2 separate regions of the Mus musculus genome follow, and region 1 is linked to region 2. A link is a contact called in public Hi-C data. All regions are on one chromosome and are shown on one strand. The core of a region is the stretch at or near the end of the contact, and the rest is flanking DNA. Distances in the headings are between cores, read along the strand shown. Region 1 holds the start of Slc15a3 (solute carrier family 15, member 3). Region 2 overlaps A430093F15Rik (RIKEN cDNA A430093F15 gene).

Region 1 (4,858 bases), core at 2,061-4,560, 73 kb after region 2:
GGGCGCTCTGAGGGGTAACCCGACCTCCCTGGAGAAATTAGGGGAGACGTTTTTTAAAAGGTGACTACTGGGTCAAGTCCTGGGGGACCACAGTAATGAGTCATGGAAAGTTCTAGGCTTGAAGAACAGCGTGGGTCAAGATGCAGATGAATTGGAGCTGGAAGCTGGGTAGAGGGCAGAGTGAGCCACGAAGTGTACAAAGAGTAGAGGAAGAGATGAAGTTCTGGGTGGGCACGGGAGGTTCTCACCAAGGTTGAACAATGGAGTTCTGACTAGTCCAAACACCAGAGAGGAACCTGAGGCTCTGCCATCAGCTCTCATTCCACTCATTCGAGGCCTCTGGTTCTCCTAGTGGTGGGGGCAAGGGAGTAAAACCTAGTCTCTGAAGCTTGTCTCCTGTGGCAACAGTCAAGAACTTGCACCCAACCCCTTAAGAGTGGGCGTGTTCACTCCCTTCCCTTCCCTTTATACCGCAGGAACTGGGGACCTTCACGCCTCAGGCTGGTGAGAGCTGGAGTTGCAGGGGTGCACCATCATGCCCAGCACCACTGTTTAATTTGTCTGCAGAAGAGAAAACGCCCTCTTCCTGGATCCCTGAAGATGACTGGCATCAAGTGAGTGATATCACTTTGTCTTCTGGATCAGCATTTGTCATCTCTGCCTACCTCCATGGCTAATGAAGGAAGGAGCTGGGTCTTATGTGACCTGAGCTTCATTGCCACGTCTTAGTGTCAGAGGATCCTGAAACATCCTCCAAGAGAAGAGGTGAGTTGTTGGGAACGGCCTCTTCTGTCCCTGTCTCTGCCTTTTTGTTTCTTTCTTTGTTTCTTTCTTTCTTTGTTTCTTTCTTTCTTTGTTTCTCTCTTTCTTTGTTTCTTTCTTTCTTTGTTTCTTTCTTTCTTTGTTTCTTTCTTTCTTTTTTCTTTACTCTTGCTATGTAGCCAAGTTGGTTCTGAGCGCATAGAGATCTACCTGCCTCTGTCTCTGCCTCCTGAATTCTGGGGTTAGAAGTATGTGCCTCCATTCCTGGCCTTGCCTCTCTGTCTATCTTAGTCAGATTATATTATCCCTCTCTACAGTGAACCATATGCCCCCGTGGATTCTTTTTCTCTGTCACAGCTGGGCTTCTTCTTCCCTGATATAAAATGTTAAAAACTGGGATGAAAGGGCTGGAGAGATGGTTCTGAAATTTAAAGTCCTGGCTGCTTTGCTAGAGAAAAGGTTTGGTTTGGTTTCCAGCAGCCACATGATAGCTCACAACTGTCTCTTACTCTAATTCCAGTGGATCTGATGCCCTCTTCAGACCCCAGAGAGGACCAGGCACTCATGTGGTATACATATATATACATACATACTTACGTGTAAAACATTCACACACATAAAACAGAAATAAATGCATCTTTAAAAATAAAAGAATGAATAAAAAACAGGCTTGGCGTGTAGCTCAATTTGTAGAGTGGAGGCCTAGCATGCCCAAGGTCCAGAGTTTAATGACCAGCACCACATATATTGGGCATGGTGACACACACCTATAGTCCTAGTACTCTAGAGGTGGAAATGGAAAGATCAGACGTGCAAGATCATCCTTGGCTACATCGTGTGAGTTACAAGCCAACCTGGCCTACATTAAGACCTTGCCTCAAAAACCAAACAAACAGGGCCAGAGTGAGCCTCGCTGGAGTGAGTGGACAGGAGCTAGCAAAGGTCCTGAGTTCAACTCCCAGTAACCACATGGTGGCTCACAACCATCTGTACAGCTACAGTGTACTCACATACATTAAACAAACAAACAAACAAACAAATATTTTTTTAAAAAAAACAAGCAAACGGAGAGTTGAGAGTTAAGAGCACTGACTGATCTTCCAAAGAATTCAGTTCAATTCCCAGCAGCCATATGACAGTTCACAGCTATCTGTAACTCCAGTTCCAGGGGATCTGCAACCCTCACACAGACATACATGCAGGCAAAACACTAATACACATAAAATAAAAATAAAAAATAAATATATATGCAAATAAAATAATAAAAATTACACATACACGTTTAAAACCCATGTGTTTGATGGTGACTCTGGCTTTTTAGCAAAGGTGTTTATTTTAGTTTTTAGCTTTCTGATGTTGTTCTTGCTGCTGCTTAAACCACTCTCATTCTCTGTCATTTATTCAACCAATATTTAATGAATGGCTGCCATTGCTAAGCACTGGGAAGTACTAGGAATGTTCTCAAATGTGCCTGCCTCAATAGTGAGCCCTTTCCCACCATGGGGTAGAGCATAAAACAGTAACTAAGCCACCAAGGTTGAGCTGAGATAGTGTGACCTGCTGCGTGTGATGGTGAAAATCCAACTGGGCAGTTGCTAACCTCAGAGCATCTGGGAAGGCCCCTGGGAGAGAGATCTTTCCACCTAAATAAAGAGAAAGTAGCCTCACGAAGGGCTTGAGGAAGAGCCTGTCTGGACAAGAGACAGCAGAGCAAGTCACTGAGCCAGCCTGGGAGGCGAGCAGAAAGATCAGCAGACCACACTAAGTGGGTTGCGATGAGGTCAGCGCCCTTTAAACATTTAGGTCAAGAAGTGGCTGACTCTTCTTTATTTTCCTGTAGGGCACCAGGGGATCTGAGTAAGGGGTGGCTGTGATTTAGTCTGAGGTCAGTGCCCCTGTCAATCTTGTGGCTCCCATATGGCGCCACTTCCTTCCCCTCTACTGCTTTTGCAATGCAACGTTCATGTCAGCACTTCTTTTGACATAGGCTGTTGTGGGCCCTGAGGCTCAGATACCAGGATCCAGTCACTTCTCACCTCCTTTCCCCACCCCTACTGGGCTTTGTCTCTGCATCTGTGAAGGGACACCTGGGCCTACCAAATGCTCCATGTGGCCTTCACAGATCCAATGGACTGGTCTCAGCGTCACCACCCCATGTTAGTGCTGAAGGAGCCTGAAACTCCTCCACACGTGGCTCCCTGGGCAGAAGATGCCTCTCAGTGTCTGCCTGCCTCATCCAAAGTCCCCAGCTACGGAGACGATCAAACTCGAGCGGAGAAGGATGCTTTAGGGTGGAAAGGGAAATGGGTTGGAGTGAAACTGAAAGGAAGGCTCCCTTCCTGGCCCCCGGAAAGCCTGCAGACGGGCTAAGAGGGCAGGCAACAGTCCAGGAGAAGGGAGATTTTTAGAAAGCTGGATGAGAAGGGACCCTGTGACCCACAGACTTTCATTTCTCCTAAATACCGGGTGACGTAGGCAGCCACAGGGCCAGTAAAAAGGGGAAGCCCAGGGTTTCTTAAGAAGCAGAAAAAGGGACAGAGGCTAAGCTGAGAGGAAGAGCCAGAGGGGACTAAGGAAGGAAGAGAAGCAGTCAAGCAAAAAGGAGTGTGTAGAGGAGGTGGCCGGGCCAGGGGAGACATTGAGGCCCAGGTATCATAAGAGAAGGGGACAATTAGAAAAGGCAGTTAACCGGGGACACTAGAGGAAAGGGGGGCCGGGAGGATAAGGTAGTGGAGCAAGCAGGATGATGGGGTAGGGTTGGGGGGGGGGGGGTAGACTAGGCCAGAGCAGAGGAAGGAAAGGAGACGATTTGATAGAAGCACAGGGGAGATGAACAAGAAGAACTGGGAGGGGAAGGAGTGAGTGGAGAGTTCAAGTGGAGATAGAAACTAGGTAGCAAGGAGAGGGACCTGAGGGAAAAAGAGAGAGAGAACGACACGGGGTGAGAAAAGAGGGCGATCAGGGTTAGGGGAGAGGAGGGGAGGACAGAGGAGAGAGTCTGGGTCACGGAGACAGGAAGGCCAGGATGTCTGCCCCTCGCGCGGAAGAGCAACCAAGCAGGTCCGGAGAGCGACAACCGCTGGTGGCCCGAGGCCCGCGGGGACCACGACGGTGGAGACGGACAGCTGCTGCTGCGGTGCTGCTAGTGCAGATGCTGGAACGCGCTGCCTTCTTTGGTGTCACCTCCAACCTCGTGCTCTACCTCAACAGCTTGAACTTCAATTGGGACGGCCAACAGGCATCACGGGCCACACTCCTCTTCCTAGGCGCCTCCTACCTGCTGGCTCCAGTGGGGGGCTGGCTGGCAGACGTGTACCTGGGACGCTTCCTCACTATCTCGCTCAGCCTGCTGCTCTATCTGGCTGCCTCTGGCTTGTTGCTCACCACCATCACCAATGATGGCCGCAGATCCTTCTGTGGAGAGATGCCCGAGTTGCCACTGGAACCTGCCTGCCCATCCTCAAGCTGCCAAGGCTCCTGGTCCAGCCCCTACTGCGCGACCACCCTCTACTTGGTGTTGCTGCTCCTGGCCCTGGCTGCCAGCTCCGTCAGGAGCACCCTCACCTCGTTCGGGGCTGACCAGGTGAGTGGTCAGAGGCATTGTGCCACGGAGGCCAAGGGGGACTGGAAATCCTGAGATGGAGGTTCTAGCCTCCAGAGGGACTTCAGGCAAACTACTTCCCCTCTCAACATCAGTTTCCTTATATGAAAACAGATGGGCTGCTTGCTCTAGAAAGAGTCAGGAGGACTCAGGAGGACTAGCCACAGCTCCCATGGCCCTCTGAGCCATGCCCCATGCCCCATGCCTATTGCCTTTTATTCTTTAAGACAGAGTCCCAATTTTCTAGGCTGGCCTCCAACTTGATTTGTGCCTGTGGAGAGCTATGGACTCCTGAACCTCCCATGGTGCTAGCTACCATGTCTGCCCCAGTGATGTGTGTGTGTGTGTGTCTGTCTTTCTTGTTTTAACCTACACCTCTGTAACCCAGATCAGTCTAGAATTCATTAAGGAGCCCAGGTTGGCCTTGCATTTGTGGCTATGCCCCTGACTCAGACTCCTAGGTGCTAGGATTTCAAATGCGAGCCACCATGCCTA
Region 2 (4,682 bases), core at 1,470-3,969:
GTCTTTTATTTTCATTAATGCTCTTGGTCTAGCATTGTCTGGGTGTTTTTCACAGCCTCTGTGTGTGTGTGTGTGTGTGTGTGTGTGTGTGTGTGTGTGTGTGTGTGTAGAATCAGAACTTCCTTTGCTCTCCCTTTCGACCCTACCTTCTCCTTTGGGGCCTGATATTTGGCCTTTGCAGAAATAGCTGGGGTTTGATTCCTGCTTTATTATATTTAGAGCTGCGTCACCAAGGAAAAGTTGCTGCATGTCTGAGCACTAGTTTCCTTGGCCTGAGGCACAAATAGTCTTCTGTTTCTTTGTGTTAGACAGGTAGGGCTCTGCATTGCTACACTCATGGTTTCTTTCTGACCCGGGGTCCTTCCTTACCTACCCTTGTACAGTCTGGGACCCACCTGGGGCTTGAAGGCTAACCTCACATCATGGGTGATGCTTAAGATAGAAGCAGTCATATTGAGCAGAGCCAGCCTTGGGCAGAGCCAGCTTGGGCCTGGGTGGTGAATGTGACGAGGTTCAGGACAAATGTCCAAGTCTGGTTTGAGGCTCAAGGGGCTGCAGAACACAGCCCACTGAATGGGACATACTCCTGGACAGCCAGCCAGTTCTGAGCTGCAGGGATGGAACTGTAACAGAGGCTGTAGTGTGCAGAGCTCATGGCCATGGGCAAGGCCAGCGCTCAAGCTGTCACTCATTTCATCTTCATCTCAGCCACAGAGTGAGGTTGATGCCGTCTACACTATAGTGTCGCCGGCTGTGGGTCCCAGAGGCAGAAGTCACTTACTCTCCATGCTGGCTGAGCAAGTGCTACAGCCCAGGGTGGATTCTGGGTCTGGCAGTGTGGCAGAGCTCCCGCTGTGCTGTAGCCTAGTGCAAAATGAAGCCAGCTTGGCTCCGGGAGCAGGGGCAGCTTGAGCCTCAGAACCCTTTCTCGTGCAGCTCTGAACCCTTCATTGCAACGCCTGTTCTGTGCACGGTGGAAAACAGCTCTACCCAGGTACCTTGCATTTAATACGATCCACTTGGACCATCGAGTGGGGTTTTGTTGTTGTTTTGTTTTTAGCAAATTTTCAACTACTACATAACCCATCAGTACAACCCAATTTCTTGACACTTGTATGGCTTACTTGGAGTCAGTCACCCTCCTGTCCTGTGTGGCTTTGCTAAGTGACTTCTGTTTCACCTTGTATGGCTACAGCTCTTTGTAGAGGGATGTTTCACATGCATCACTGTGTCCTGGGCTCCTCTGTGCTTTGCTCTCTGTACTCCATGTAATGTCCCGGAGGCCATGCTTGCTGTTCTGTCCTTGTGGTACCAGCCTCTTCTCTTCTCTTCTCTTCTCTTCTCTTCTCTTCTCTTCTCTTCTCTTCTCTTCTCTTCTCTTCTCTTCTCTTCTCTTCTCTTCTCTCCTCTCCTCTCCTCTCCTCTCCTCTCCTCTCCTCTCCTCTCCTCTCCCCTTCTCTCCCTCACCTCATGCACCCCCCAATCCCTCCTCTTACCTCATCTCCCCTTGCTTCTTCATGTATTCATATAAGTATATATATATGAATGAATATATATATGGTCATATAGTCTCATATAGCTCAGGCCACCAAGAACTCTTTATGGAGCTCCTCCTGCTGCTACCTCTGAAGTGCTGGGATGATTACCAGCGTGCACTGCCTGCCTGGAATGCTCAGAGCTTTCATATCACATGCCTCACATTTTGTCCACTCCCTAGTCAATGCACATTTGGGTATTTTTATTTTGCCCAGAGGGTTCTTTGGCTGAGGATTTTGTCTGCTCCATTTTACACCTGAAAGTCCTTTGACCTGACTTGAGGTGTCCTTGCTCCTTTTCAAGCCCACTCCATGGTCTCCTTAAAGGCCCCATCCCACCCCTACCCCCATCCCCTCCCAGTAACAATCCACTCAGATGCTTTCTCATTTGTCTGTGGGAGTCTGCTCTCATCTCTCCAACTTGTCTGCCTGGGGACTGCTGCCAGCCAGCCAGCCAACTGTGGAAATCAATTTAAATCGAATAGTGGTTTGCTCTCTCCCAAGAGGCAAGGTAATTTTCTTTGGTGGGAAGGAAGATAATGAGGGTCGGTTTGGACTTGACCTGGCTCCTCCAGGAAAGAGCTAGGAGTTCCAGAACTCTACTATCTTGAGTGTTAATTAAAACAGCTCCTGGGGTGAAGAACAAGACAGAAGTGAGCCGCAATGGGGCCCAGAGTCTGAACTTTCTGCTCTCTGCTTCCCTTTCCACAGTGTCAGCAAGCATGTGCTGTTCAGAGTGCTCTGTGTTAGTAGTGTGGTTCCTGGGACATCCCCCTTCCATATCTGCAACACCTATGTCCTTGGCCCTCAGGGGCTCGGGTCATGGCTTGGGGCCTGTGAGGGTGCACCACCCTGCTCCCTGTACTTATGTGGACGGAAGTTGATGGCAAAGACAAGGATCGCCATCTCCCAATGATGTTTAGAAAGCTTGTGATGGGAAGATGAGGTGGGGATCAAGGACAGAGTCCTGCCTAGGCTCTCCCCTGCATTAGCCACAGGAACAGATGGGAATAAGAACGTTAAGGCAATGTGACTGTGCCTTTGACCTGCGTGCTTCCTTCCTCAGAACGAGTGTCTAGGATTTCGGATGCTCATCCATCCTTGGGATCCTTGGGGTTGGGGAGGACATTAGATGGGGTTGGCTGCATCTGCTGGCATCCCAGCTCTGTCACTTATCTATGGGACCCTGGTCCTTCACTCCACTGAAGCTTGGTGTCTGTACTTTCCCATGAGTGTGTTCTAGGTCTTGTCAGCTATAGCAGTGTCCTGGAATGTGATTTCCCTGTGACCTGTGAGGCATAAAATCCCCCTATTTCTCTGATTCCTTTTGAGGCCCCTGGAAGTGGTCGCTAGCAGTGCCCACGGGGCCCAGAAGAAAATAATTCTTTTCAAGCCCTTGGAGAAGAGACACTCACTGTTTGATTCCCTCTGGAAGCGAAGCCTTCATTTTAGCTGGTGTTCATAAATCAAATGCCCAAATGCTCAGGAAGACACTTTACAGTCTCGCTAATGAAGCTGAGTGGAGCCGCATTGGAAATAGCTTTTGAGGACCTAGAGAAGGGGATCTAATGACTCTCGTGTTCTGGCTGTGCTTTTATGACATTGAGAAGAGCAATTGGTTCTGCTAAAAATAAATGAGTCTGCTTAATGGGAATACCTACCAAGCGGGGGCTGTGACATTCCACTAGTCGGCTTGGTGTGGAGAATGAGATAGTAACCACAGCTATGTCCTGTTTTATTCATTTAAAAAATAAGTCTCATCATTTTTTGACCATTTCACACATGTGTATGATGTATTCTTATTCCACTCACCCCACCATCTCTTAGCTCTCCCACATCCCTGTCAAGACCCCCTCCTCCCTAAAATTCCCCTTCCTGAATTTTTATCTTTTTGTTTGGGTTTGTGCCTTGCTGAGTTTAACTAGGGCTGCGCGTGTGACCATGGGTTTGGAATTGTTCACTGGAGCCTGATTACATCATGTGTTTCAGCTTGTAACTTACAGATCTGTATTCTTAGCCTGTAAAATCTTAAATATGTAATATACAAATAGAATTTTAATTCATAAAATGGTGGCTACCAAGATTTACTTAGGAAAATGAAAGTTTCTATTTCTGTTTATTGGATGCCAACCATGGCTTGATGCTGTCCTCAGCCCTTCTTGTGCCTTTTGTTTATTTGTGTGAAGCAGGGTCTCATGTAGCCCAGGCTGGCCCCAAATTCTATATGTAGCTGAGGGTAACCTCAGACTTCTGAGCTTACCTGCTGTCATGTTACACCACATCTGCACTTTGTGATGCTGATAGAACCCAGGGCCTCCAGCCTGCTAGACAAACACACCACCAGCTGGGCCACATCTCCAGCTCATTCAGTATCGACTTTATAGAGACTTTGCAGAGTCTTGTGGAGCAAACTCTTCCCCCACCTCTATCTTAAAGGTAAGGAAGCAAGGCTGAGAAAAGTTAAGTGTCACACCAAGGTCATGCACCCAAGGTCATGTGACCCAGAGGTGAAGTAGCCATCTGGCTTCCATGACTCAGTTTCCCTACTCATCACACTGTTCTGTGAACATAACTTTGCTTTCCAACATGCAGAGTGGGGAATTAGAACAAACAATGCTGAACTAGGGCATTTCTGGCCTCAAAAGTAGAGAGGTCGCTTAAAGGTAATTTATATTGTTTTGTTCAAATGTTTATCCATTTTCTAAGATGGCAACTCAGGACTATGCAGGGGAGGGAGGGCTTTTGTTTTGTTTGGGGGAAAAAAACCACCTTTCTCCCCCAACTCTCTACCTTTTTAGACTCAGCAGCCAGGGATCAAGAGTCAGGCAGAGAGAAAGACTAATATCAGAAAAATGATGCCTCTCATATGTGGGGACTTCATGGGAAGACATAGAGATCTGGGGGCTTAGAGAACACACAGGACAGTAACTATGGAGAAGGGAGTTGACAGAATGGCTCTAGGGGTAGCTGATGGTGGGAAAGATGTGGGAAGAGGAGTGTGCCCTGCAGATTCCAGTTGGAGCCTTGTACATTGATTGACATTGTCAGTTCCCAAAGATGCAGAGTCCCCTTCTCTCCCTATGGGAGCAGGGACATCTTTCCAGACAGAATTCTGTATCACTTGTATGAAGGTAAGTTTGCACCCTG

Evidence for each region. A called contact is a pair of places that touch in the nucleus more often than the background predicts.
Region 1: a contact with region 2 is called in a Hi-C map of nephron progenitors, with 2.0 times the contacts expected there. A contact is called at or near these places in 11 of 39 promoter capture datasets (3T3-L1-derived adipocytes, the C10 cell line, the HPC-7 cell line and 8 more), 3 of 484 Hi-C or Micro-C datasets (bone marrow-derived macrophages, nephron progenitors and regulatory T cells), 6 of 130 datasets of targeted methods (CD8 T cells, the NIH/3T3 cell line, Th2 cells and 2 more) and 3 of 9 other capture datasets (adipose tissue, liver and pancreatic islet).

What each region holds. Positions count from the first base shown.
Region 1 is chr19:10,839,234-10,844,091 of GRCm38.p6, forward strand. It overlaps Slc15a3 (solute carrier family 15, member 3), which reads left to right and starts at 3,311. Exons shown (of 8, transcript NM_023044.2): 1 at 3,311-4,345. The coding sequence starts at 3,788.
Region 2 is chr19:10,766,947-10,771,628 of GRCm38.p6, forward strand. The region is part of intron 1 of A430093F15Rik (RIKEN cDNA A430093F15 gene); the gene reads left to right. Among named protein-coding and RNA genes, the nearest start is that of A430093F15Rik, 28 kb to the left of the region's middle.